2 separate regions of the Gossypium hirsutum genome follow, and region 1 is linked to region 2. The links are chromatin contacts, called in public Hi-C maps. All regions are on one chromosome and are shown on one strand. The core of a region is the stretch at or near the end of the contact, and the rest is flanking DNA. Distances in the headings are between cores, read along the strand shown. Region 1 holds the start of LOC107918757 (LOB domain-containing protein 16). Region 2 overlaps LOC107915081 (a long non-coding RNA gene).

What was found. Hi-C and Micro-C count contacts between places; a contact is called where the count stands out from the background.
Region 1: a contact with region 2 is called in a Hi-C map of leaf, with 1.9 times the contacts expected there. The contact joins the promoter of LOC107918757 here to the enhancer-like site in region 2. A contact is called at or near these places in 4 of 34 Hi-C or Micro-C datasets (hypocotyl, leaf and seedling).

What each region holds. Positions count from the first base shown.
Region 1 is chrD08:8,519,037-8,525,792 of Gossypium_hirsutum_v2.1, forward strand. LOC107918757 (LOB domain-containing protein 16) reads right to left here and starts at 3,921. Exons shown (of 2, transcript XM_016848343.2): 1 at 3,157-3,921; 2 at 2,453-3,056. The coding sequence starts at 3,456. The coding sequence ends at 2,742.
Region 2 is chrD08:8,422,495-8,428,682 of Gossypium_hirsutum_v2.1, forward strand. It overlaps LOC107915081 (a long non-coding RNA gene), which reads left to right. Exons shown (of 5, transcript XR_005917466.1): 5 at 1,493-1,774. Among protein-coding and RNA genes, the nearest start is that of LOC107915081, 8.1 kb to the left of the region's middle. Within about 2 kb of position 1,492, at least 2 of the 9 cell types and tissues checked have an H3K27ac peak or open chromatin away from gene starts, as enhancers often do. A contact at or near this core is called in leaf, where this site is marked.

The DNA.
Region 1 (6,756 bases), core at 2,671-5,170, 99 kb after region 2:
TCTTTATGAAATCATATTGTTTATTTTTGTTAAATTTCTTAAAATTCAACCGATCATGCATTATACATATATGATCATGTTTTTCACAACTATAGCTATTTATTTGAAAAAAATGATTAATATTGTTTCAATTTCGAATCTTTTAGAGACTCCATTTATACATTTCTTCCAATTTATTAAAAAATAGTTACTTTTTTTTGGGTAGCAAAAGAGAGAGCATGAACTAAATTACTGTATTTATTTTAAGGAAAACTATTATTTTGGTTATATTATATGAGTACAAGGTTGAAGTGATATTAGATGAAATGGATTTTAAAGCAGCTCTACACTCTTCCCCATAGAATGAATCCAACTCCCAACCCTCCACATTGCCCATGAGTTTGGGTTAAAAACATATTGAAAACCCCAATAACATGGGTAAGTTGTTACTCATGTGTTGGGTTGAGTTTGGGCTGAGCCTAAATATAATATTGATATACAAGTCTGGTCTGGCCTAAGCTGAAATACGAATTTAAAATTTTGTCCAAACCCGTTAATATTTTCAAAAGATTAATCCAAACTCATTTTAGATTTGTCCATATTATTTTTTTTAATTTTTTAAAACAAATATTTATATTATATTATTTTAATATTTATTAATTTTATACATATTTTATTTGTTGAAATTTGTCATAGAGTCATCTTAACATTATTTTAATGTTTACATTAGAGTAGTATTATATATTTAGTATATGTTTATTTTTTTAATGTGTTATAAATTACATAATATCAAGTATTATAAACTTAAAAACAGGTCGGGTGTGGGCCTTAAATGTTTAAGCCCAAATGTAACTCATATTTTAAATGGGGTTAATTGTTTTACCCAAACCTATTTTTTAGGCCTAATATTTTTAGTCAAATGCTTTCGAATTTTGGACAAACATAGTTCTAGTTGTTACTCTCCACGCTTCTTTTTCATTTTTTGGGTTTAAAATTAGTAATGTTGAAATTAATGATTAACAAGTTGGATGAAATTAATTCCAATAATTAATGCTTAATAATTAACATAAAAGAAATAGGTCCAACGCTACAAACTTTTCACTGATCTTTTGACAAAGATTGTAACATCTAAAACATAAATATAATTAAATTTTAAAACATGGATTCCTGTCCTTTAAGAATAAAACAGTCCAACAAGTAGACCCTGCTCTCTTTTCATCTTTTCTAAACATATTTTACTGAATTTTTATAATTAAAAAACAAAGCCGACAGCTTTTAATCTTCAACTCACATTCAATAATGATCACTTATCTCGAAATCAATTATATTTGTTTGGAATAATGACTTTTAATGCCTTAATATTCCCTTGGCCATTGCAATTTGGCTAATGGAAGGATGGACAAAGTGATTACTGCCGCTTTCCCCTTTTTTTATTAATTAAATAATGATAAGATTTTTATGACGCCAAAGGGGAATGGGCTCCAAAAAATGTGTTAAGTTAGGAGGGATGTATGGAGCTTCATGATAATATCCTCAAATAAGATTGTTAACATGTAGCCCTAAGGGAACATTTTGTCTAAAAGTATGGATACAAGGCCATTCCAATTTGAAAAGAAATACTTAATGTTAGGTGAACCGAATTTAGAACATAAACCCTAGGTAAAGTGGGTCCCATCCCAAGATGCTTCCTCAAGGGCCTCTAATCACCATCACAGCACTCACCGTCCCTTCCCAGATATCCCTATTTGTAAACAAAGTCCAGGTGATCTGAATTTGGACCAAACAGATGTTGGGAAGGAACCCTTTGCTGAATCAGTTCTTCACATTTGTAAAGTATTTAGACTACCAATTGATCTAAGACAACATTAATCCCTCTTTTGTGTTATTTCAACTTTTTCTGTTCAATTCATTTAAATATTTAAAAAATAACTTGCTATAGTTGAGATTTCTAATTGCTATACCACACCAAATCAAAGGCAAGGCAGTTGCCCCATCAGTCCATTATACAAGGCAAAAGGAAAGAGCCAATCACTATGTAAAACTAAGAAAGCTATCACATGAAAAGACCTAGAGAGATTTCAAATACTCATTCCTTCATTGGACCTAATGACTGACATCTAAGCTTAAGGAAGACATTAACACTTACCAACTGAAAACTATTTATTAAGCCAAGTGGTGAAGAAAGATAGATGCTGGATGATGATAATATAACAATATTATCTACAAAACCCTAACAACTGCTTGCTTAGTTGAGTAATCTATCATTAATCTTGATAGGTAGAACTAAAAGCAAACAATTGAGTAGAGCCCTGATTTCAATGCCTAGTTTGTCAAACTGAAGTTGCTCTATAATTGTGGCTCACAAAACAGTAAACTACTATCATATAAAATTGTGTGAAATTCATATTGAATTTTGATTTAATTGAGTGAAGTAGAGTCAGATTTCAAAATGGAGAGCAAATCAGCACTAATATTGATGAAATTTTTTATCGCTTGATCCATCACTATCCAAATTAACTATGATTTTCAGAGCATATTATCATTCAGCTACCACCATCAATTTATGTACCATAGCTGAATGAAAAAGACAGAAAAGAAAGAGGACAATGCTAATATTAGTCTGATAAAAAACTTAAGGTACTAAATCTTCTTCAGAACAGTTTCCATATGTACATACATATCATGGACTGGAAAGAAAAGAAAAAAAAGATCATCTGGCTCATATTCCATAGAGAAAAAAAAATCCAAAACGATAGTTCAGCTTAGTTCCTCATCATTCTAAGGGCAAGTGTTTGAAGCTCACCCAAATCACTATTATTATTTAATCTCTTCTTATGGTAACCCTGGAAACAAAACTCCTCATGTCTGCTTTGTATTTCTTGCAGGTTCACGCTATCACCACTGTTGAGCTCAACAGACTCAAGTGAGCTTTGTGGGGAGATTGGATTCATATAGCTTGGAACAGTGCCAGAAAGGTTTTCTTGCCATTGATTCTCTACTATGTTATGCGATGAATTCATATCATTTTGAGCTAGTTGGGCTTTGATTTGCATTAGTTGAGCTTGCAGGCATGCAACCTACGACAAACCACGAACAGATGTAATATGCAATAAAGATTAGAAAGTGTTCAAATTATAGCATGAAAAATTGAGAAAAAAACGGAAAGGGAATAGGAACCTGTTGTTGTAAGGCGAAAATATGAGCAACGCAACCATAAACGGGATCCCTAATTCTGGCTTCAGCTTCATAAGCAATGGTGACGACCGCCTCACAACGATCATGAGCTGGGATATGCAACAATAATTTGGACACATTGCTAGCCCCAAACACTTTATGAATGGCTGCAAATCTTGCAGGGCCTTGTTCTGAGCAAAAGTAAGGAGCAAAAACACAGTCAGAGGCGCATTTTCGTCTCAGAAACTTGCATGCACCACAAGGGGAGCCTGTTCCAGTGGTACTACTGCTTGATGATGCCATGGCAGAGATAAAAAAGTGCTTTAAGAGAGAATTATAGCATCAGAGCAGGAATTAGGGAGAAATAATAATTCATAAAATTAAAGAATTACAAAGCACAGGAGCATACTAGGAAATGGTGCTAAAGAAAATTGGGGTTTGAGGGTTGGGGAGAGGATGGTTGGCTGGTTGGCTAGGTCAGAGTGGGGCTGTTGGGAGGGTCCTAAACTGCACAACAAAAAGGGGTAGGCTTATAAGAAGTGTGAATGGGGGGACATTGAAGGGCCTTTATGTAGGGTTCTAAGGGAGCATTTAATAATGGCTTCTGCAATATGGGGATTGTTTTTTTAGTGGCTATATAACAAATTACTAAATGATTTAGATTTGGTTTATGTTATTTGAATTATTTTATTACTTCAAGTTTGATTTTTGTGGTGGTTTCGGGTTTTCTTTAAAGAAAATTTAATTTCCTTTTTCCGCCGTTCGCCGCACCTTGAAACTGCTGCTATTTGTCTCTTTGTGGGCTCTGCCCCGACTGCCACCTGCCTTTAAAAGCCTACCGACAACCACTTAGGTGAATTACGACATTTTTTAGTGCATTTGGTTTGTTTTGTTGTGTTAAGTATGAAAAAAAAAAGGAAAGACCTTCTAGAACACCTGTGAGACTTGAATAAATGTCTGAATTAAGAAAACCTACTCATTTATGACAAAATAATCTTACATATTAACCAAATTCTTATCCACATTGAGTTTGAATTTTGATATAATTTTGTCGATTGAAAATTATTTTAGGTTTAATCTTATGTTAAGTAAGAAATTTTGGAAAATAAAGACTTTTTGGGGTAATTTATAAGTAATTGTCTCGTCTTAATCTTTAGAATTATTAGAAATATTTGAACAAGAAATGGGTTTTGTAGGAATGTAAGAAAGAATATGATGAAATGGAAGCATTTCATCGGACCGAGCCATGTGTGACATAGGGATATGTACCCTTAAATAACATTAGAAGGCATTTATGCTACCACTTATCAACTCTCAACGGATATCACGTCCTAACTATATATGGAGACTGATAGTTTTGGTAGCTACAGCTAGCCCTCGTGTGTATAAAGTTGAAGGAGAGAGAGATTAAGAAAGAGAGAAAGGTGTAAATGAAAAGCAGAAAGCAACAAGATAGTTAAGCTATAGTTGGGAAGTGAGGGTGAGTGTGAGGGCGGCAATAATTTTTCCTTCAAAAGTCCAAGCGCATGTTTAACAAAGTAACAACCAATGATTCAAATACGAATTAAGCTGCCCCGTGCAATGGGCAAAGGGGAAACGAAAGTAGCTTAACATGATGAATTTGGAGGCAGATTCACTTCATTTCCTTTATTGTCTCCTCATTGTCGGAAACCTCTCTTTGATTCAATGTTTCTTGTCCCCAATGCACGTTCACTCCTCTCCATTTGTACCCATAGTTAATACCATCTTAGCTTCTCTACACCCTTTTAATTCATATTACTTTCTTTTCTTTTTATAGGCTTAAATGTTAGATAGTGAAATACATATATCTTTCCTGCCTTGCGAACGTGATTTATCTCCTTAATCTAGAAGAACAGGTGATCAATGCTATATTACGCAAACTTCCAATAATTTCACAAAGGACTACAGTACTGCTAAAATAATTACCAATTACTATCACTATCCACAAGAGTAAAATGCTTCAAATTTTTTTCTTCACATATCTGCTTAAGTCATGATGATCTTATTAGTTCTTTTATTATATATTTTGTAATCCTCAAAACCAATGTGTTTATATAATAATGTAGCAATCAATACCAATTCATCAGCAAACCTGGAACTATATGAATGGATCCAACCAAAAGGCTAAACCGAGAACAGCTGCAACTAACCAGAGCGAAAGTGGCGTGGCGCATTGTACCTACGCAAAGAATACGACTCACCAATGAAGAAGAAAAAAAAGGATGAAAAGCATAAATGGTTAAAGTTTCGTCACTCCCTAACGGAGGACAATGGCAGTTTGCAGCAAAAAGGAAAAAAGAGAGTAGATTTTTAATGTCATAGTTGTGACTTCATATATTGCAGGCCAACCGTGTAACGCGGCAGGCATATAGAAATTGATGATGGGGAAATTAAAATGGTAGGCACTCAACATCACCAGCATTTATAGTTGGAAGTCTAAGTTGCAGTTTCACCCAAGCACATGGCTCACATGCATGCATAACTAGCTATTTCTATGTCAGGAGGGAATTAGGAGTGATGAGCATTTATAGCTTGAGATACCCTTTGGTTATCTCCGCCAGACAACCTTCAACTCTTGGGTTGGATGTTTATGGTTAGTGCTACAATCATGTGTGGAGAATTCTGGCCCCAAGTAACAAAAGCCGCATGAAATATGGCTTAAACAATTAACCCATACCCTGGAACCCAATCCCAAGAAGAATCATATGAAATCGTGATTTCACGTCATCCTTTGTACATCTCTTTTCTTTTTAAAAAAAACTTCTTATTTGGGGTTTGTTTAGGTAACATTTGATATAATTTTGATAACTTTAATAAACTTTTTTAAAAAAAATTTAGTAACTTTTGATAAAACTCAGTTAACCATTGATATTTCACGACATCAATGATAAGTTGGATATCCTATAAGTCTACAACATGATTTTAGTAAGTTATAATACTATACTAAAAAAATTTTAATATAATTTTAGTAAGGTATAATGATTTATTTGCTCTTCAACTTTATAAAAGAAATCATTTTAGTCATTTATTTAATTTTTCGTTCTTTTTAATCCTTGAACTTGCATTGTTTGTCAAATCATTTCAAAATGGATGAAAAAGTTAACGTGTGTTAACCTTGCTAAATTGGTAGCCCATTTGTATGTCATGTCAGCAATTAATTATTTTTTTAAAACAAAATAATTTTTTTATAATTTCTATACTTTTTAAATATATTTTTATTTTTTAAAATTTAAAAAACAATTAATTGTTGGCATGGCAGTCCGCATGTATGCTACGTTTAAAAAGAGTTAAAAGAGACGAGAAATTAAATGTAGGGCTAAAAAGACATTTTTTTGTAAAGTTGGAGAAAAGACATTCTTTTTGTAAAGTTAGAAGGCCAAATCATTATGCCTTTTAATAATTTCCATAATAATTTTCTCTACGTCAAATATTATTTATACTAGATTAAGACACTTACTTATATTTATAAAAGACTATGTAATTCAAAATTTTAAGAGTTTTGGTGTGCTAGGTTCCAGTCTTACTATGTGTTTTTTTCCTAGATTTCGAACAAGCCAACCTTAAGAGTACTTAAGCTGACAC
Region 2 (6,188 bases), core at 242-2,741:
CCCTTGCAACTCTCCTGTTTCCCTCCTGAATTCCACCTGTAACCCCTTCCCCATCTTCTCGTAGCCAGACACTATTCATAGTCAAAGCTCTTCGGGATTGTGTTTTTATTGATAAGTTCCAGCTAGAGGTGTTCATAGGCCGGGCGGCTTGGCCCGGCCCGACGGCCCGCCCGAAATATGGGCTTGGGCAAAAAAATGAGGCCCGATTAAAAAACGGGCCGAGCCTCGGGCACAACTTTTTTGGCCTGGGCCTGGCTCGGCTCGAATAATAAATATTTTTATTTTTTTAATTTTAAAATACTTTTAACATACTTTTTTTAATTTTTTTAATTTTAAATTTTTTTTAAAATACTTTTTTAAATTTTTTTAATTTTAAAATATTTTAAAATTACTTTTTTTAATTTTTATTTTAATTTTTAAAATAAATATTTGGTATTTATTTAAAAACGGGCTGGGCCCGGGGTTATGAATTTTTTCTCGGGCCGAGCTTGGGCAAAATTCTAGGCCCATATTTCGGGCCGAGCCAGGCCCGGGCCTAGGACCCGGGTCGAAAATTTTTTCTGGGCCCGACCCGAACCTGGCCCGTCCCGACCCATGAACACCTCTACTACTGACATAAAATGTTGGGGATCGATGTTTGAACGTCTAGAGCAAGTCATAACTCACATGACACTGAACATCTTAAAAACCCCATTAATATATAATAAATGAAGCTTTGATAGGGACTCAATTCATGGTTAATTTAGGAATATTCTCATCAAATTATATCTAACCATGGACCCATTCATGACTATAGGCTGCTTTTGAGACATTAAATTCTTAAAAAAAGAAGGATATTTTGTGATTAAATTATGGAGGGTAAATTGTTTCACAAAGAGAGTGGTTGGAAATGTTTATTTCAACACAAGTCATTTAATAGTATTCTATGAGTTTATAGTTCAACTATTTATTTTTATGTTTTTTATTGTCATCAATTTTCAAAATCAATTATTAAATAACTCTTATTCCTTACATATTATTAATATATATAAATTCTAAATTGTAATTTATTGGTTGGAAGTTATTTTTAAAAAAAATATTTATATATATATCGTAGAAGCTAAATACCCTAGATTTCTTGGGATATACTGATAAGAAAAGATACTTAAAAAAATGGCCCCATATGTAGTAAGATGGGAGTCGGTTTGACTGGTCTTTGCAATGACCACTCCTTAAACTTGTTTAAATTTGAGGATTTTAAATATCATTAATTAACATAAAACATGAATTATTTGGTGTTATGTACGTAAAAAAACGCTAAGCAACTTATAAATGTTCAACTTTTAATTATTAAAAAATATTTGTATCTCAAATAACAGAAATATGGATGAGTTGAGAGGAAAGCGCGGGTCGAAAATCAGGGAAAACTTCTTATACGCCATTCCAGACATATAATAATATACCAAAATGACCCTTAATTTATCGTTTTATGAGCGGCGATGACGTGTAACAGTGTCCAGTTCCACTCGTGTGGCATGTTCGAGGTCAGAATCAATTGGTCAACAAAGTCTATGGGATGTGCACGTGCACTCTTGAGGATTTTATAAAATAACGATTGATTACTATGTCTTTTCATATAAAAAAAAAGAGGGAAAAAGGACCGTTGCCATGGAAGGCCTTTCTTTTTTATTATAGTTGTATGGATATACAAGACAGTAAAACTTTATATAAATATATACGAGGAAAAGATTTATTTATATTGATGTAAAATTGAAGTGATTTTATATTTTTTTTATAATTTTTTATATAATTAACATTTTACATTAGTATAAAATAAAAGTAGTTTTATACAATTGTCAGATATTTATACTTGAAATCAGTTTGATTGTTGAATTATTAAAATATTAATCATATTAAAAGTTATAGGATAATATAAAATTAAAATCTCTTTAATTTTACAGCAGGTGAATCTCTCTCTAATATATTAAAAATAATAAATAAAATTATTGGTTATTATGTTTAATATACTAATATTATTTTAACAAGTCGTTAAGTAATTTAAAGAAGCACTAAAACCTTGTGTTAGTAAAATGCTACTTTTATTGAATTTTGGAATCACCCCTTGATTTGAAAAGAATTAGTCTTAATTCAGATGAAGATAATGATACCAAAAACCAAAACTACATTAATAATAATATGAAATAACTTTATAAGCCCTCATTGCCAAAATCTTTCCTAATTCCCTAATTTGGGGAATTAGGGGCTGACAGTAATGGATTACACAGATTCCACTATAGTAGCAAATAATTGGTGCAGCATAGGTCTACCTAAGAACTGGTGGTCCGTTTGACTCGGTACCTTTGATTTGGCTTAGGACTGATTTTGGTAAGAATTTTTAATTTTTATAAATTTCGTCATGAATTTAAAAATAACTTTATTTAAGTTTAAGTATAAGAATATAAAATTATATTTTAATTTTTATTATTTTTTAACAATAAAACATCATTTGAGTTAATAGGTCAAGTCAAGCTCGAGCATCGAACACAATTTTATTTTATTTTTTAAAAATTGAGCCATGATCCGATTTGATTGATAGATACCTTGAGTTAGTCTAATTAAGAAATTGATAATTTTTTTTGATAAATTAATAATAATTTTTAAGGTACAGAAAAATGTTAGTGCCAAACTGAATTAATAAAATAGAAAATGAGAATATTGCCAAATACCACCATTTTATGCCAGCTTGTATGTAACGGGGAAGCTAGAAAAATTTTTGGGGCGAAATTTAATTGTATACTTTTACGACAGTAAAAATATAATTTTATCATTTTAATAGCCTATATCTTTATAATTCTTAAAGGATCAAATCAAATTTTTATTATTTTTGAAGGGGCTAAAATGCAATTTTACTATTACTCCTAATTTTAATAGTCTATATCTTTATAATTGTTATGTTGGCAGAGGGCTTCCTCCTAATTTCTTCAGTTTTTGTACAAGGGAAAAATTGAATATGAATACATATAACTTTTCACTCTTCTCCATATAGTCCAAAATGCATCTATAAAAGTAACTAGTATTAGGATAAGATTATTAATTTTATGAAAAGTTTTTCCATGAGTCCAACTGTTAATTTAAGTGTTAAATGCGAATTTATATTTGATGTGGAACATATTTAGATAATAAGGATCTAATTGTAAACATGTGCTATCTACTTTATGAACAATTTAGATTTGAATTTAGGAGGCTATTTTTGTAACCCATCATATTCAAACAATCCTTGCCATGAGTATGTATATATTTATAATTTGATTTATGTGTGTTAAATATGTTGTACGTCTAACGTTTAATGCACAAGATAATATCTAAGTTGAAAGGAGGACTTGATTAATATATTATTAATGTTTGAAGATTCAATTAGAATGTTTTGTAATTTAAAGTAGATGCGAAATCTAGGAATAAGATTTTGGAATAAAATGGAAATCTAGGAATAAGATTGGATGGAGATGCTCTTAATTAATTATTAACTTTATGAAAAGTTGATAAAGGGTACGGATGGATGTATAAAAAGAAAAAAATAATTTTGTTTTAGTTTAACTTGTAAAATCAAAGTTTTATTTATATAATTATAATACAATAAAATATTGAATTATAATTTATATTATAAAAAATAAATTTAACTATTGAGTGTCCTAATAGCATTATTAAAGGTTCCACTTTTACTTTTAAAAGTGAAAAAAATATCAACTATATGTTACATTCAATACAATATTTAGCTATAATAGTATAAATTTTAAAGAGTGTTTTTATTTTTATTTTCTTTTATAATTGAAGGAAAAGTGAAAGATGGTAGAAATTGAATCTAAATTATCATGATACACACAATAATCTTGCTTCAAAATATTGTTAGCATCTTTAAAGAGCTTCCTTAATATACTTGTGAGTAAAACTCTATTTGAAATTAATAAAAAATATGTTACTAATTTTTTTAAAAAATATTATTATTAATAGAAATCATAAACAATAAAATACAAAGACATGTCACATATTATAAATGATAAAATGATACATTGATGCACAGATGTCATGTCCATAGAATAATTTCAAAAAAAAAAAAGAAGAAAGAAAGAAAGAAAGAAAGAAGACAAACTAATAGTAACCGCAATACTATAAAAATTTAAAAATAAACCAGAGATGCGTCACATTGATTAAATTGTTGAAAATTGCATCCTAACTCCACCATCATTAGGCCAGCCTGACAACAATCTCTAGTTAGCCAAGAAACAATTGTCAAAATTAAGCACCAAGGGAACCAATTCATCTTCTTAGATTCCAATTTTACAAACACTATTACAGTGCTCTATCATGATAAAACCTTTTGAAAATGATTCTCATTAGATCTGACAACACGATGTTAGAACATAATAAAAATTAAAACCTAAAACCACTATTGCTTTGAGAAAAAAAATAAAAATGTGAAATTGTAGACAAAACTCACGATAATGGAAATTGAAATTGAAAAGAATAATGTTTAAGAACCCGTGATGAACATCCGAAAGTTGAGCCGCTATCAAAAGTAAAAATTTAATTTAAAAAAATGCAAATATTTTCGTATTTAAATACACCATTTTTGTCAAATTCCACAAACATACTTACCAAATTGGAAAAGACAATATTTAAGAATTTCTTTTTTTAATCATTTAAATATGTCTCTATTTCATCAAAATGTGAGTGAATTTATACAAATACATGAAACCAAAACCGGACTCTTAATCAATAAATTTTATTGGATTAGCAAAAGAAAAAAAATCCAATAAGAATATATAAAAATATTATATGACTAAAAATAGAGTTTTATATATATAAAAAGAAATTTCGTAAAGGATTGCTGATAAATTTGAAGTATAAACTTATTGAAAGTCAGCTTTTAATTAAAGATTATTATATGAATTAAAGCTTTTGATGACTTTAAAGTTGATTATGATGATGGTATAGCAAATTATTAATAATAATGTACATTACATAAAGGCTTAATAGCATTGTAATAGTGGCCACTCAAAGATCATGTGAGTACATGTTCGAAAAGAAGTGCAAAAAAGAGACTTGAAAACTGTATTGTTTCCATACTTCTCATCTCATTGTCTTAAAAAAGAGGTCATTCCTTTTAACCTCGAAGAACTTTAATGATAGCATATCATTTAACACTAAAAAAACCAATAAGGGGAATTAATTAATTAAGAAAGTTGTAGTTTGTACACTTTCCGATACCAACACATAGTTCAGGGTTGAATGTCTCCAGATTTAGAACGCTAAAATAAGTTGAAAAATCTAGGAATTGAACAAAAATACTCTTTATATTAAAGAGTGACCCTGCATTCTATCGCTCGATTATATTCATAAGTGAATGAGCGAAATTAAATATTTGAGTTCACACTTAAAATCATCAAAAAGCTCAAGTCAGCTATCACTAAAACCCTAAAGGAGTCATTTGCTCATGACATAATGAGATTAGGCTTGAAAAATCTCATAAATGATCCTTACTGTTGGAAGCCTTGTATGTTTGCACGACCTCCCTCCTTATTCCTTCTTGAAGCAACAAGAACCTTGTATAAGCTTCTATCAGCTCAAGTCATTGAGCATAATGGAGCAAATTTACTAATAGGGAATAGCGGTTAGATTGGGGCACAAAGCCCTGGTAGCTTTAGGCAGATGTCACAAAATCTATAAATACCTAACAACATAACATTGACTAGGTATGACCAACTCTTTAAAAACTCTACACTGTTTTAGCTTTTATTCTCAATGTTCTCTAACTTAAGCATCCGAGAGTGCTCTGGATGACAAACTCCAGCACCCTTGACCCGTTTTTTGTCTTACAGATCATTTAGAGCATCTACCCAGCCTAATTGGGATCACCTAAAGGATTAGTGTTGTTTGAAGGATTTCTTTAAACAAAAGCCATGGATTCTGCTAAGCAACCTAGTTTAACCATCACATATACTTCGATCATTGAGTTGAGACTATCATTCCAAAAAACCACCATCCAGTCACTTATAACTAAAAGAGCACAATTCGGTTTGCTTTCTGTCCAACTTGATGTCCCAACTGATGTCTAGACATAAGTTCAAACAAGATAGTTTAATAGCAGTTTATAGACGAAAAGTAAAGCAAGGAAAGAAATCAATACACAATATTTGTTAATGCAAGTCGGA